Regions from separate parts of the Ovis aries genome. Here region 2 is linked to region 1. The links are chromatin contacts, called in public Hi-C maps. All regions are on one chromosome and are shown on one strand. Each heading gives the region's core, a stretch centred on a gene start, on an enhancer-like site or on the middle of the called end of the contact. The rest is flanking DNA. Distances are from core to core; before and after follow the strand shown.

Region 1 (6,643 bases), core at 2,788-5,287:
GCTACAGTTTTCAAAGCCCAAAAGTGATGGGAGATCCCTTTATTTCCAGATGCTGAAAGGCCATCTCTGCCATGATAAGTTAGCAAAGAGACAAAGGAGAATCTCCCAGGCCTCCGTGGGCGCTGCTGATGGGCTGATGAGTACAGTGACGAAAGTCTACAAAACCACTTCGTCAGCCACCGCAGGATAAGTGATTAGCCAACCCCTTTTATTCTGTGCAGGAGGAGACCCTCAAAGGAAGAAGTGCCCCTGTTTTTATAGGCAGACAATAGGCCCTATATATCAGAAACATATGCACTATAGCTTTGAAACGTTTCCACCTGCTTTCTTAAACAGAATTACAATGACTTGAATTACTACACTCTCCATGGACTACACAGTCCATGGGATTCTCCAGGCCAGAATACTGGAGTGGGTAGCTGTTCCCTCCTCCAGGGGACCTTTCCAACCCAGGGATCAAACCCAGGTCTCTCACACTGCAGGCGGACTCTTTACCAGCTGTGCCACCAGGGAAGCCTGGTATTTAAATAAGGTTTAAGACCTTTATTAAGAAATAAAGCAATTTATGGCTATTTATCCAAATGGCTCAACCAAAAAGCTACCACAACTTCAGTGACTGAGTCACTGGAGAAAGTGGAGGAAGAAAAGGTGAGAAGGAGGAAGGCAGAAGCTGAGCTGATGGACAGGTCACACGGGCCCCTGCCACCCCATGGGCTCCGACCCACAAGAAGGTGGGAGTTCACCGAAGACCACCGCACAAAGATACGTAAAGATGGTCCTCTGAGCCGTGACAGATGGACTCAAAACAAACCCAACTCCAACAGACTAGGGCATATCAATTCAGAACCTTTAAATGAAAATTTTAACATATCCTGCAGACACAGAATTTGGATATAGATTAGTCTGAAATCTACCCACTAGGCAAATAAATACCAATACAGCACACAGTATAACTATCTTTTCTGGAGATGCTGTGGGATCTTAGTTCCCTGATGACCAGAGACAGAGCCCATGCCCCTGTTTGGAAGCTCAGAGTCCTCAGCACTGGACCACGAGGAAGTTCCTGTAACTACCTTTTTAAGGAAAAAAGAATCAAAGAGTGGTAATGGTTCCAATAATACTAGTGAAATCGAAGGATGGTTCTCCTACATACAGTGTGCCTCATTCAGACGCCATCTGTCAATCACATCCTTCCTACATCCCTGGTCTTTCCATCATAGCAACAGCGTTTCATTGAAGGATCAACCCTTCTGGAGTTCAGGGTTTCTTTGGGGGGTGATATTCTATATGTGATAATAGTATTGGTTGCTCAATTCGATGAATACTGTAAAAACTACTGAACTGTACATGTTAAACAGGTGAATTATATGGTATGCAAACTGTATCTCAAAAAAGCTACTACAAAAAGAAAAAAACAGGATGTACTTAGTTCTCTATAAACATGTTTTTTACAGAAACAAACATATAGACTAGTTCATGCTTTAAATGGGATTTTGACTATAGAAAGATGACACTTTCAAACAAGACTGCAGAAAAAGGACTTTCATGAGGTAACTGTCTTAATTTCTTACACAGGAAAAGTGACAGAATCCTTCCCTAAATTCAAGTAAAATCCAGCTTAATGCATGAAAAAGTACACTGTGTATTACAAATCTACTTATTGATGTTAAAATGCAGCTTTTATTTATTTTGGCTTTCAATTTTGAAATTTCAGACTTACCAAAAAGAAGTCATAAAAGTCACATGAAGAATTCTCATATATCCCTTCCTCTGCACGGTCCAAATGTTAAGATCATTCTCTATTGTAATATTAGAAACCTACTAAAATGACATAAAATGACAAAATGATACAACAGAAAAAAAAATTATTAAAGAAGAGTTTAAGAGATTAAACTTAAGTTTAAGAGATTAAAGAGATTTCCATAAATCCCAAGGTTTCTTGGAGGCAGGATGAGATCAGAAGTCAACGTGGGCCTTAATGGCAATACACTCTTTTAATGGCTTCTCTCTGGCTAATTACTAACAGGGGATCCCAACTGCACCTGTAGACTGAAGGCAGCTGCCAGGGGCTGATCACAAGAAGGATGCATTGGGTCCAGGAAATCTCACTGCTGTCCTACAGACAAGAGTCGGGGGCAAATGTACTACTTGCTGCAGTCAGAGCCACCCTGTACCAAATGCCTTCAACCATGCAACACACAAGAGGATCCGTCAGCATGCAGCGCGCTTCAATTCACACCACACCAAGGTACCAGTCAATTACGTCTCCATAAAGCTGGAAAAGTTACTTGTGCAACTACTGAAAAATACAAGATACCTACACTTCACCTTCAAAGATTCATACGAGCATGGGCAGGGATCCTGGCATCTTAGGTTAAAAAAAAAAAATCCATGAAGAAAGCAAGCTTGAACTCTCATAACAGCACTTAAAATTCCTTCCAACAACTTGGAAAAGGATTAACTGGGTTCTCACTGACACTTCAAGAAACATCACTTTTAGCAAATAACTGTATACAGGACCTTGACTTACATATGAACTGACTACAGCTTTTGCTTTCAGTACTCACTGACGATTACTTAATGGACCTCACAGCCGAGCATCTGAAAGCCCCCAAAGCAATTTCTATTAGTTTCCCAATCTTCTGCCTCCTCAGGACACAAATGTCAACCTGAGGCCATGGCGTGGAAACTTTCAAACAGGCTCACAGAGCTCAAAAGGGAGCAGCAGCTTTAGGGGCCGTCTTGTGTGGTCTGAGGGCCTGCCCTGCCCCGGCAAAAACCGCCCAGCAGAAAACGGGCTTTAAAAGCAGCTCCCCCAGGCTCCGGGACCAGAGCCGCCTTTGAAAGCCCTGCTCACAGTCTCCTCTGCTCACAGCTCATACCACCTCCCCCAACATCCTCTGTGCGTGTCTCTCTCCCAATCATACCTCTTTGAAGACAGGAACCCTGCCTTAACTCCTCAGACTCCCTTCTTTCAATGTCACTCATTCAAAAATGTTTGCTTAACAAGACAGTAAGGAAAAAAACCAGGTTGATTTTTTTTCTTGATTATTGTATTTGTTCAACAGGGACTTATTTTAATGCCTACTATGTCCTGTACCATGCGTAAAACAAATCTGTGAGAGTAACACCTTCACAGAAGTAGTTCCATTTTGTTTATCCTTAGGAATTTGGCACATGGCTGGCACCTGTGGCCATGTGTTCTAATTTTGTCCTTAAATATTCCAGTCATATTCACAAAAACATTAATTCAGGCCTCAGCTCTCTGATCATTTACCTAATTATGTCAAAGTGCCTCTTCTCTCTGCCTGGATCAAGTCAACATGTCCCAGGTTTTCTCTACGATCAATAAATTGAGAGAGAGAGAGAGAAGGCCTTAAAGGGGTCACGTTGTAAACTACCATTTCCCTCAAGACACATGGTCTAATCTCACGAGGAACTCTCATTCTCTGTCACCTACACTGTTCACCATTCCAGAACGTACTCAGAGTAAGTACAAACCTAAGGTTTGAGGATATTTTCGTCATTATCATGGAAGCTCCCCTCTAACGTAACTGAGCACTATAAATACACAAATTAATAATAATCCACCTGAACTGACAGTGACTACAGTTCAATAATAGGAAGTCACCCACCCGTCTAACCACCTGCTCCTTAAAGGCAAAACTTTTTCCAGCACAAGCACACACATACTTACTTACACACACACACACACACACACACACACACACACACACGCGGTCCCAGGTGCCCTGCAAAGACACAAGGACACAGTCCTGGTCTGACCACTCCTGCCTGGACAGGAGACTCAAAGTGAAAGTCACTCAGTCATGTCTGAGACTCTTTGCGACCCCGTGGACTATACAGTCCATGGAATTCTCCAGGCCAGAATACTGTGATGGGCAGCCTTTCCCTTCTCCAGGGGATCTTCCCAACCCAGGGATCGAACCCAGGTCTCCCACACTGCAGGCAGGTTCCAGGAGCCTCTCTGAAAATAACAGCCCAACTGACCTGCGCCCCCCAGTGGCTACACTGAAAAATGCAAGTCAGCAGGAGCAAAGCAAACAGCACCTTTTCAAGACTATTTCCAATCAGACCACTGTTAACAGCAATAGCGTGTCTTCTCCTGGCCAGACACCCCCTCGGGTCACTGTCCCCTGCCTTCGGTGCCACCATAGGCGGGGCCTGCCTTGCTCCCCGGCACCGCTGGTCTGGGGTCCCGGGCCACAGGCTCAGGTCTCTGCTCCCCAGCCAGCCGCCCCACGGCTCCCAGCCGTTTGAGGCCAAGGACCCTGTTTCATCCAGCTTCGTACTCCCAGCAAGCACACTCTCCAGCAGAGAGGAGATATCCAAATATTTGGTTAAAAAAAAAAAAGGGAAGAAAATTGGGACAGAAAGGAGGAAGGAAGGATGTTAGGGGAGACGTGGGGCAAGGGAAGAAGCAGAAGACGACAGATTCAGATCCAGCAAACACGCACGTGACTGCCGGCCCCGGACGCGGGACAGGAAGAGCCTGGCTCACCATGGGCAGGCAGCTGGGGTCCACACCACGGAGACCCCATGACCCGGACGCCCCACGGCCTTACCCAAAGCTCCTCAGGTCGGGGGGGAAGCGCCCACTTTCACCGACAAGAGACTTTCCAAATGTCTCCACCGCCTTTGCCACCTCACACCTCCTCCACTTTGGGTTTAAAATATAGTCTCCACTTCACAGATATGAACAGATATGGACACCGAAATGCCATCACTTAATGCATCGCATCACTGAAATGCGAGTGTTCTCTTCAACCACCATCCTAGAATTATAGAAAGACGTCCCTGCAGGAAGAAATTAGGCAAGACTTACGACTTCCAAGAAAAGCTTGTGAATCCCAACCAACCATCTGGCAGAAAGAATACAGGCCAGAGACCTATGCCAGGGCACCAAGGGAAAGGCTGTGGCATCAAGGGATGTGCAGAAGAGCGATACGCAAACTGAGGACTGAGTCGAGACAGAGGCGTAAGGGGAGCAGAAGTCAGCCAGCCTCGAGAGCAGAGCCGCAGGGGTGGAGGACGACGCATTCTGAGACCGGACGGTGTTTGGAGGCACCACTACAACAGACCCCAGTTAGAGAAACTACCAGTGTCTGGAAGAAGACCCTCGGGGTCTGAGTGAGACTTTAATTCCTGATCCCTGGCAACCAACAGCAATGTCGACTTTCTTCAGCAGGAAAAAAGGCATCTGTCCATTCAAAGAAAAACACTTAAACTGATCACTTAAAAACACCTGCCAGATACAGAGAACAGATTTGTGGTTGTCAAGGGGGAGGGGGGTGGTGCAGGGAAGGACTCAGAGTCTGGGATTAGTCCATGCAAACTGGTACATACAGGATGGGTAACAGGGTCCTGCTGTAGAGTACAGGGAGCCAAATGTTTTATCCTGGGAGAAACCAACCATCTGAGTGCAGAGTCCCAAAGAACAGCAAGGAGAGATAAGAAAGCCTTCCTCAGTGATCAACACAAAGAAACAGAGGAAAACAACAGAATGGGAAAGAGTAGAGATCTCTTCAAGAAAATCAGAGATACCAAGGGAACATTTCATGCAAAGATGGGCTCAGTAAAGGACAGAAATGGTATGGACCCAACAGAAGCACAAGATATTAAGAAGAGGTAGCAAGAATACACAGGAAAACTATACAAAAAAGATCTTCAATACTCAGATAACCACGATGGTGTGATCACTCACCTAGAGCCAGACATCCTGGAATGTGAAGTCAAGTGGGCCTTAGGAAGCATCACGACGAACAAAGCTAGTGGAGGTGATGGAACTCCAGTTGAGCTATTTCAAATCCTGAAAGATGATACTGTGAAAGTGCTCCACTCAATATGCCAGCAAATTTGGAAAACTCAGCAGTGACCGCAGGACTGGAAAAGGTCAGTTTTCATTCCAATCCCAAAGAAAGGCAATGCCAAAGAATGCTCAAATGACTGCACAATTGTACTCATCTCACATGCTGGCAAGATAATTCTCAAAATTCTCCAAGCCAGGCTTCAGCAGTATGTGAACTGTGAACTTCCAGATGTTCAAGCTGGATTTAGAAAAGACAAAGGAACCAGAGATCAAACTGACAACACCCAATGGATGATCAAAAAAGACAGTTCCAGAAAAACATCTACTTCTGCTTTACTGATTACGCCAAAGCCTTTGACTGTGCGGATCACAACAAACCGTGGAAAATTCTTCAAGAGATGGGAATCCCAGACCACCTGACCTGCCTCCTGAGAAATGTGTATGCAGGTCAGGAAGCAACAGTTAGAACCAGACATGGAACAGACTAGTTCCAAACCGGGAAAGGAGTAGGCCAAGGTTGTATATTGTCACTCTGCTTATTTAACTTCTATGACGAGTATATCACGCAAAATCCCGGGCTGGATGAAGCACACGCTGGAATCAAGATTGCTGGGAGAAATATCAATGACCTCAGAAACACAGACGACACCACCCTTAAAACAGAAAGTGAAGAGGAACTAAAGAGCCTCTTGATAAAAGTGAAAGAGGAGAGTGAAAAAGCTGGCTTCATGCCAAATAGATGGGGAAACAGTGGAAACAGTGTCAGACTTTATTTTTTGGGGCTCCAAAATCACTGCAGATGGTGACTGCAGC
Region 2 (6,587 bases), core at 1,321-3,820, 71 kb before region 1:
CAGTCATAAATGAGACATGGGGGTGCAGTGTGCAGCAGGGGACCGTAGTCAACAGTACTGTATCACGTACTTGCAAGCTGCCAAGAAACCAAATCCTGAAAGTTAACTCTGTCTGGTGATGAATGGTATTATAACTAGAATTTTTGATCATCTTGTAACATATACAAATATCAAATCATGATGTCATATACCTGAAACCAATACAATATTATCTGTCAATTAGACTTCAGTTAAAAAAAAAAAAAAAAGGCAGAAGAGCTAAGCTTGTGAATTTCATCCATATGTGTACATCTAAATCAATATACTCCTCTGAGTATCTCCCATGTAATCAGAAAGTAGACTAATTCTTGAGAGCCTGAGCAGGAACAGGAGAGACCACAGTTATATAAACAATATTATGCATCTCTTGACCCTGAGGCAGCTGTCGAATCTCAAAACAGACAACTCTATCATGCAGGTCTGACATCTTCAGAAGGGACAGTGGAAACAGGCACACAGTAAGGATGCCCCAGCCCGGGCAGGAACAATCAAAGTTAAGAAAGCCACGTGCTCTTGGTCCCCTGTGCACACCCATGCCTGCCAGAGCCACAGTTCAATCCAGATACACTTCCGCTGTCTTTCTCACTCCAGGACGGTTAATGATGAGCGTGATCAATAGGCAAGACATGGAAACAGCCTAAATGTCCATCGACAGATGAATGGAAAACGATGTCATATATATATATACAAAGGAATACTACTCAGCCATTAACAAGAATGAAATAATGCCATCTGCAGCAACACGGATGAGTCTAGAGATGATCACACTAAGCGAAGTAAGTCGGGAAGAGAGAGACAAAGGCCACAGGACACCACTCACATGTGGAGTCTAAAATATGACACCAGCGCACCGATATGAAACACGGCTTCCTGGTGGCTCAGACAGCAAAACATCTGCCTCGGAGGCAGGAGACCCGGGTTTGATCCCTGGATAGGGAAGATCCCCTGGAGAAGGAAATGGCAACCCACTCCAGTATTCTTGCCTGGAAAATTCCATGGATGCAGGAACCTCTTAGGCCACAGTCCATGGGGTCGCAAAGAGTCGGACACAACTGAGAAACTTTCACTTTCAGAAACAGAAGCAGGATCACAGACACTGAGAACAGACCAGTGGCTGCCAAGGGGCAGGGGCATGGGGGATAGATGGAGTGGAAGGCTGGGACTAGCAGAGACAGGCTTTAATACACAGGATGGATAAACAAGGGCCTTCTGCACAGCTCAGGGAACTATATTCAATACCTTGTGATAAGCCATAATGGAAAAGGATATTTTTTAAGCCATAATGGAAAAGGATATTTTTTAAGCCATAATGGAAAAGGATATTTTTTAAGCCATAATGGAAAAGGATATTTTTTAAAACTCTGTGTGTGTGTATAACTGAATTACTTGCCATACAGCAGCAATTAACAAAATGTTATAGATCAGTAGATTTACTTCAATTAAAATTTAAAAGATCAATTAATTAAAAAATCAATTAGAAATCAATTTTTTAAAAGATGAGGTATGATTCTAAACACACACATGAAAGCAATTTCACAACTTGCTCTGCCAGACTGAACCCAACTATGGACATGAGGGAAACTTTCCACCACAAGGGGTCCTTTTCCACAACCACATTCATGTACCAATAAAAAAAATTAAATTAGGCATGTTTGAAGAAGAAGAAGATTAAGCCAAGCAAAACCAAGTAAGGGAAAGAGAAAACATATTACGCGGGAAAAAGGATTTCAGCCATGCCTCTGCTGCAGGCCTCATGAACCAGTTGCCCAACCTCTCGAGGCCTCCGTTTTCTCACCTGCAAAATAAAAGACCGAAGAGAGGAGGCCTCGAGTTCAAACTAGAGAACAAGAATTCTGTGACCTGAAAATAAAACTGTCATCATTTTTTAAAAAATCACTGTCAACTTAAAAGAGAAAATATGTAAAATGGAAAGCTGCTAAGAATTTTAGGAAGAAATACAGAAACAGATTAACTCAGCTTCTGTAATGCTTGAAAACATGCTGAGTCATTATTTATCATGGAATACTGTTTATTTTTCTTGTCTCAGGGGGTCATTCCAAGGTTCCAGAGAAATACTGTATATGCAAGACGCTACGTAAATGTAAGATACCATTATTTTCATCTTCATGACTCCATATAAAACAAATGTACCATTATTAACAATAATAAACAAAAATACATAAATGGACCCGACCCTGTGTAAGTGCTTTATAAGTTAACGGCTCATTTTCCTCACCACAAAACAAATGAGATAAAAAAAAGAATGCCAACTAAAAATTAAATATCAGCATTATGGAAAATAAAAAGTATAGTATTATGAGGAAGGAGTGGCAATGGGGTGAAGTGAGTGAAAGCAACTGGGGTCCTAGAGAAATACCCAGTCATGTGAGCAATCAGGGGTGAAAAAGAAGGAAATGGTTCAGCTGCCACAGAAAAGCCTTTTATTTTGTCCAATGTCTGAGTCATAGACACGTGGCCTAGTAACTTTCCTTCACAGATGACTGCGAACTGCCAGAGTGTCAACCTTCCACTTTCACTTTTTAATAAAACATTCTTCTCATTTTGGATAGTCTCTCCCTGTGGGACAGAAAGCTGTCTGAATAAATAGTGCTCGAGGAAATGATGAGCAAGTTGAAAGCACTCTGGGGTTAAATTATATAACTGGAGTTACATAACAGGGATGAAGCATCTTTTTCTGTGTTTTTTGAATCCTATGGGATTCTCCCAGAATTTTGCAGGCTTTCTTAAAATGCGGTCCTGCATTGCACCTGCAAGCTCACCCCTAGAGGGCGCTCATCTTTTGCTTCGGAGGAGTCTTCCTAAGGAAGGGAAATAGAGGAGAAGTGGGTGGGGTGAGACCCTGAACAAGGTCCTGCTGATGACACATAAATATTCCCATTTTATTTCCGACAGAGAGCAGAGAAGACTATGCCAGGCCTTCATCACTGAAATGGCTTACCTGCTCAAAACAGCACTCTGGAATTTTTGCTTTAGCTTGTAATTGCTTGATTTCACATGGGCTAAATCAAATTCAAGTTTGAAGATCGGGTTGACCTTCAGACATATAAACACAGTTGCTTATGTAATGCTTAAGGATGCCTTTTTCAAAAGTCTGACTTTTAGTGGTTGATGTCAATCTAGACGAAAATCTCACTTCTCATATTTATCCTTAGCACTACTGTAGAGCTGCAGTTCGTGTCAGCAAATATTTATTAAGCCTTCCTCATACACCAAGGTACCACCTTGCTTTTATTTTGGGGCCACAAAAATAAAAAGTGGTTCTTCACTGCATGAGGCAGGCTGTCTAAGTCACAGACTCAGTAGCTGCGGCAGGAGGGCTGAGACGCTCCATGGTGTCTGGGGTCTTAGTTCTCCGACCAGCGACCGAACCCACACCCCTGCACTGGAGGTGGGTTCTCAACCCCTGGACCACCAGGGAAGCCCCTGAACTGAGGTGAAGGGTGCAGAGGTGCATAAAGAGCACACGCCACCTCTTGAGGCCCACAGGCTGGGAGGACAGACACTGTGGGAGTCTGAGAAGGCCTCCCCCAAAGATGGGAGTGTCCCACCTGCAGGAAAGAACCAGAACAGGGGGCCAGATGAGGGAGCTCCCAGCTCTGGGGAAGGACAGCGTCCGGGACGCCAAGGAGACAGGAGTGGGGATGGGGCGCAGGGGTAGGGCGTGGGGGCCTGACCTCCTCCTGGGTACGGACAGCCTGCCCTGAGCAGAGCCGGCCGCTGAGACCCAAGCAGAATGAGGACACACCTTCTCTGAGCAACATGAAAGCTCCCATCCTATCCTGAGCAAACCCAGAAAGAGCTGCTGAAGGTCCAGTCGATAGGCGAGGATGCAGGAAAGGTCGCTGGTGGGGGCCACACACTCCCTCGTGAGCCCAGGGAAAGGGGATGCCTCCCACCCCAGCAGCAAGGAACAGACCACGGGCGAGGATGGCCAGGCCCCTCTTAGGGCAGTCCTAAAGCTGAAGGACATGCTACTCTGGCAAACCACCCCTATCTTTAGAAAGACACATAAATAATAAAGGCTTGCCCCAAGACAGAGCACCTCGCTGCCTTGGGTGGAAAGAAACGGGAGACTCAGCTTCAGGAGAAACTACGAATGAAGATGTTATTCAAAGCAATTTTTTGATTCTGAACAAATACATTCAGGAAAAATAATCAACCACATTCTTGGGGGTGAGCTCCTTACAAGTCCTACCTCAAAAATAAAAATAACCTGCCAATAAGTTACTACATCAATTATCGATAAGTAAATTGATGCTTCAAAAATGCACAGAAATGCTTTAAAACACTGCATTTGCTTTGGTAGGTCCCTTTTCTGAATGGTTATTACAAACTTATATCAGTATTATTTCTTCAAGAATGGTGAAGAAATAAACCCATAGCTCAGACTCTTCCTAAATTACTGTAAATTCTAATCTGGTTCAGGGAAATCTAAAGGGTAAATATCATTATCTGATGTAATAAAAAGGTGGTCATGCTTTTCTCTAGGCAGCATGTTAGGCCGGCATTAAGGCCACTCATAATTATCTCCTTCACTGGTTTCTAACCATAAAATAAAGGTATTCATCATACATCTTAAGGTATTAACGAATAAAATGAGGAAGCGTTTCAAACAACTCAGTTGTTGGCCCCAAGTAGTACAAATAATCTGTCTACTCCATAAAGGACATGATTAGTTCTCAGACAAAGAAGACTTCTCTTTTAAGCTTTCAGATGGACAATCGACAACCAATTAAAAAAAAAAAATGGTCTTCTCTAGTCTTTCATTACGAGGTAGGTCGTTAAGTAAAGTCATCTTTCTTACTGATAAACACGTTAAGATTTGGGAGCATTTCGATTATGGTTTTAACCCAGGCACTTCTTATATTTTCTTCTGTATAGTTTTACCATTGTCATAGGAACACGTATGAAAGAAGATTTCAACTTTTAGAAATGTTAAAGGATGAAATTATTTTCTGTAATAATTTGTTTGGGGTTTGGGTGGCTGGTTCTGGTTTAGTTTGGTCTGATTTGGGTCTCCTTTTCCTTCCAGTTCTTCCCTTTTACAACAGAAAGACAGATAAAAATCTGTTTTTGCATGGGTGTTCCCCTTGGTCTGCAGATCTTTTATGGGCTGCAGAACTGTATTATGTCTTGGTGCTGAACAATTATAAATAATGTAACTGAAGGAGAAAAATAAAATTCAGAAGTCAATTACTCTACATACTAGTATCGTGTATCTGCCCACTGTCTGGGGGTTGGTTTTCATTAAGGATGTATTCTAAAGAGTCTCCGTACTACAACATCAAACAAAGGAGCCTTTTTCACAAAGACGTTAGTATCATCCATTCCGTGTGAGCTTTACAAGGGGTGGTGGGGTAAGGGTGGGGGTTAGGTGCAGGACAGTCACTGAGGGTCAAAGGCAGGGATGCTTGGCCAGACGATGTGGGTCTCTCCTTTCAATTTATCCAGGGCCCACCTGGCTCATACCTGACACACGTCTTTCTTTAAACCATTTATCACTTCAAGAAATCAAGGACAGTTTTCAATAATAACACCAGGAAATGGGAAGACACCAATCACCTGCATTTTGACACTCATCTCTTTCCCGTTCACCTTCTTACAGTTTGGGCAAAAGGAAAGCAGGCGCCAGAGTCACTTAGCACTGACAAAGAATAATCAATGAGCTGGTCGGGGAAATGAAATTGATACAGATGTAAGCGTGTGACTACAGCGATGTAACAAGACTGCTTGTTACTGCTTGTAACAAGATAGTGACTGCTCTGCAGAGTATTATTATTAAAGCAATGCACAATGTGAGCTCATAGGTGCCAAGTTCTAAACACACGAAATGATCCAATCTGACATACGGAGCCCACGCTCCACTGTCAAAGTCCTATTCCTTTATCACCAACATTTTTAACAAATTCCACTGTTTTCTCAAATTCTAGCTTTTACTTGAAAAGTTCTGAAACAGAATTGCACGTGTTTTTCAATAGAAATCATGTAAAAAATGTTTAACTTTTTTTTTCCTTTTCTTGCCCAACTTTATCTAGAAGTACTCTTTTTTTTTTTTTTTTGGCCACGTCACAGTACATGGGATCTTAGTTCCCTAACCAGGGACTGAACCCGTGTCCCTTGCATTGGAGGTGTCTTAACCACTGGACATCAGGGAAGTACCTAAAATATTTTTTTTAATTTTAACTTTCATTTTAAATTTAAGTTACAGACATGACCAAAACTTACAACTAGTTCAAGAAATGTGTATTTCCTCCATAAACCCCCACTTAATGACTCTCTGGTAAGGTAATACTGTAAGTTAGGTCAAATTAACTATTAGAAACTGGAGATGAACTCAAGTAAATACAACCAGTCCCCAGATAAAAATAAGACAGCTCCTTGGATGAAGAAACAATCGGTCATTGCCTCCAAATTCCAAGTCACTTTATCACACTGATATTCTTAACACCTGTCTGTTATCAATTTCAAAGAAGCTTTGACCACCGTTAGTGATTAGATGGAGTAACCGTGGGGGCTGGGTGTGGGAG

What was found. Hi-C and Micro-C count contacts between places; a contact is called where the count stands out from the background.
Region 2: a contact with region 1 is called in a Hi-C map of liver, with 2.8 times the contacts expected there. The contact joins two enhancer-like sites. A contact is called at or near these places in 4 of 16 Hi-C or Micro-C datasets (hypothalamus, liver and mixed tissues).

What each region holds. Positions count from the first base shown.
Region 1 is chr20:3,591,440-3,598,082 of ARS-UI_Ramb_v3.0, reverse strand. All of the region lies in intron 4 of DST (dystonin), which reads right to left. Among named protein-coding and RNA genes, the nearest start is that of TRNAG-CCC, 7.5 kb to the right of the region's middle. Within about 2 kb of position 4,037, at least 2 of the 54 cell types and tissues checked have an H3K27ac peak or open chromatin away from gene starts, as enhancers often do. A contact at or near this core is called in liver, where this site is marked.
Region 2 is chr20:3,660,989-3,667,575 of ARS-UI_Ramb_v3.0, reverse strand. The region is part of intron 5 of DST (dystonin); the gene reads right to left. Among named protein-coding and RNA genes, the nearest start is that of TRNAG-CCC, 77 kb to the right of the region's middle. Within about 2 kb of position 2,570, at least 13 of the 54 cell types and tissues checked have an H3K27ac peak or open chromatin away from gene starts, as enhancers often do. A contact at or near this core is called in liver, where this site is marked.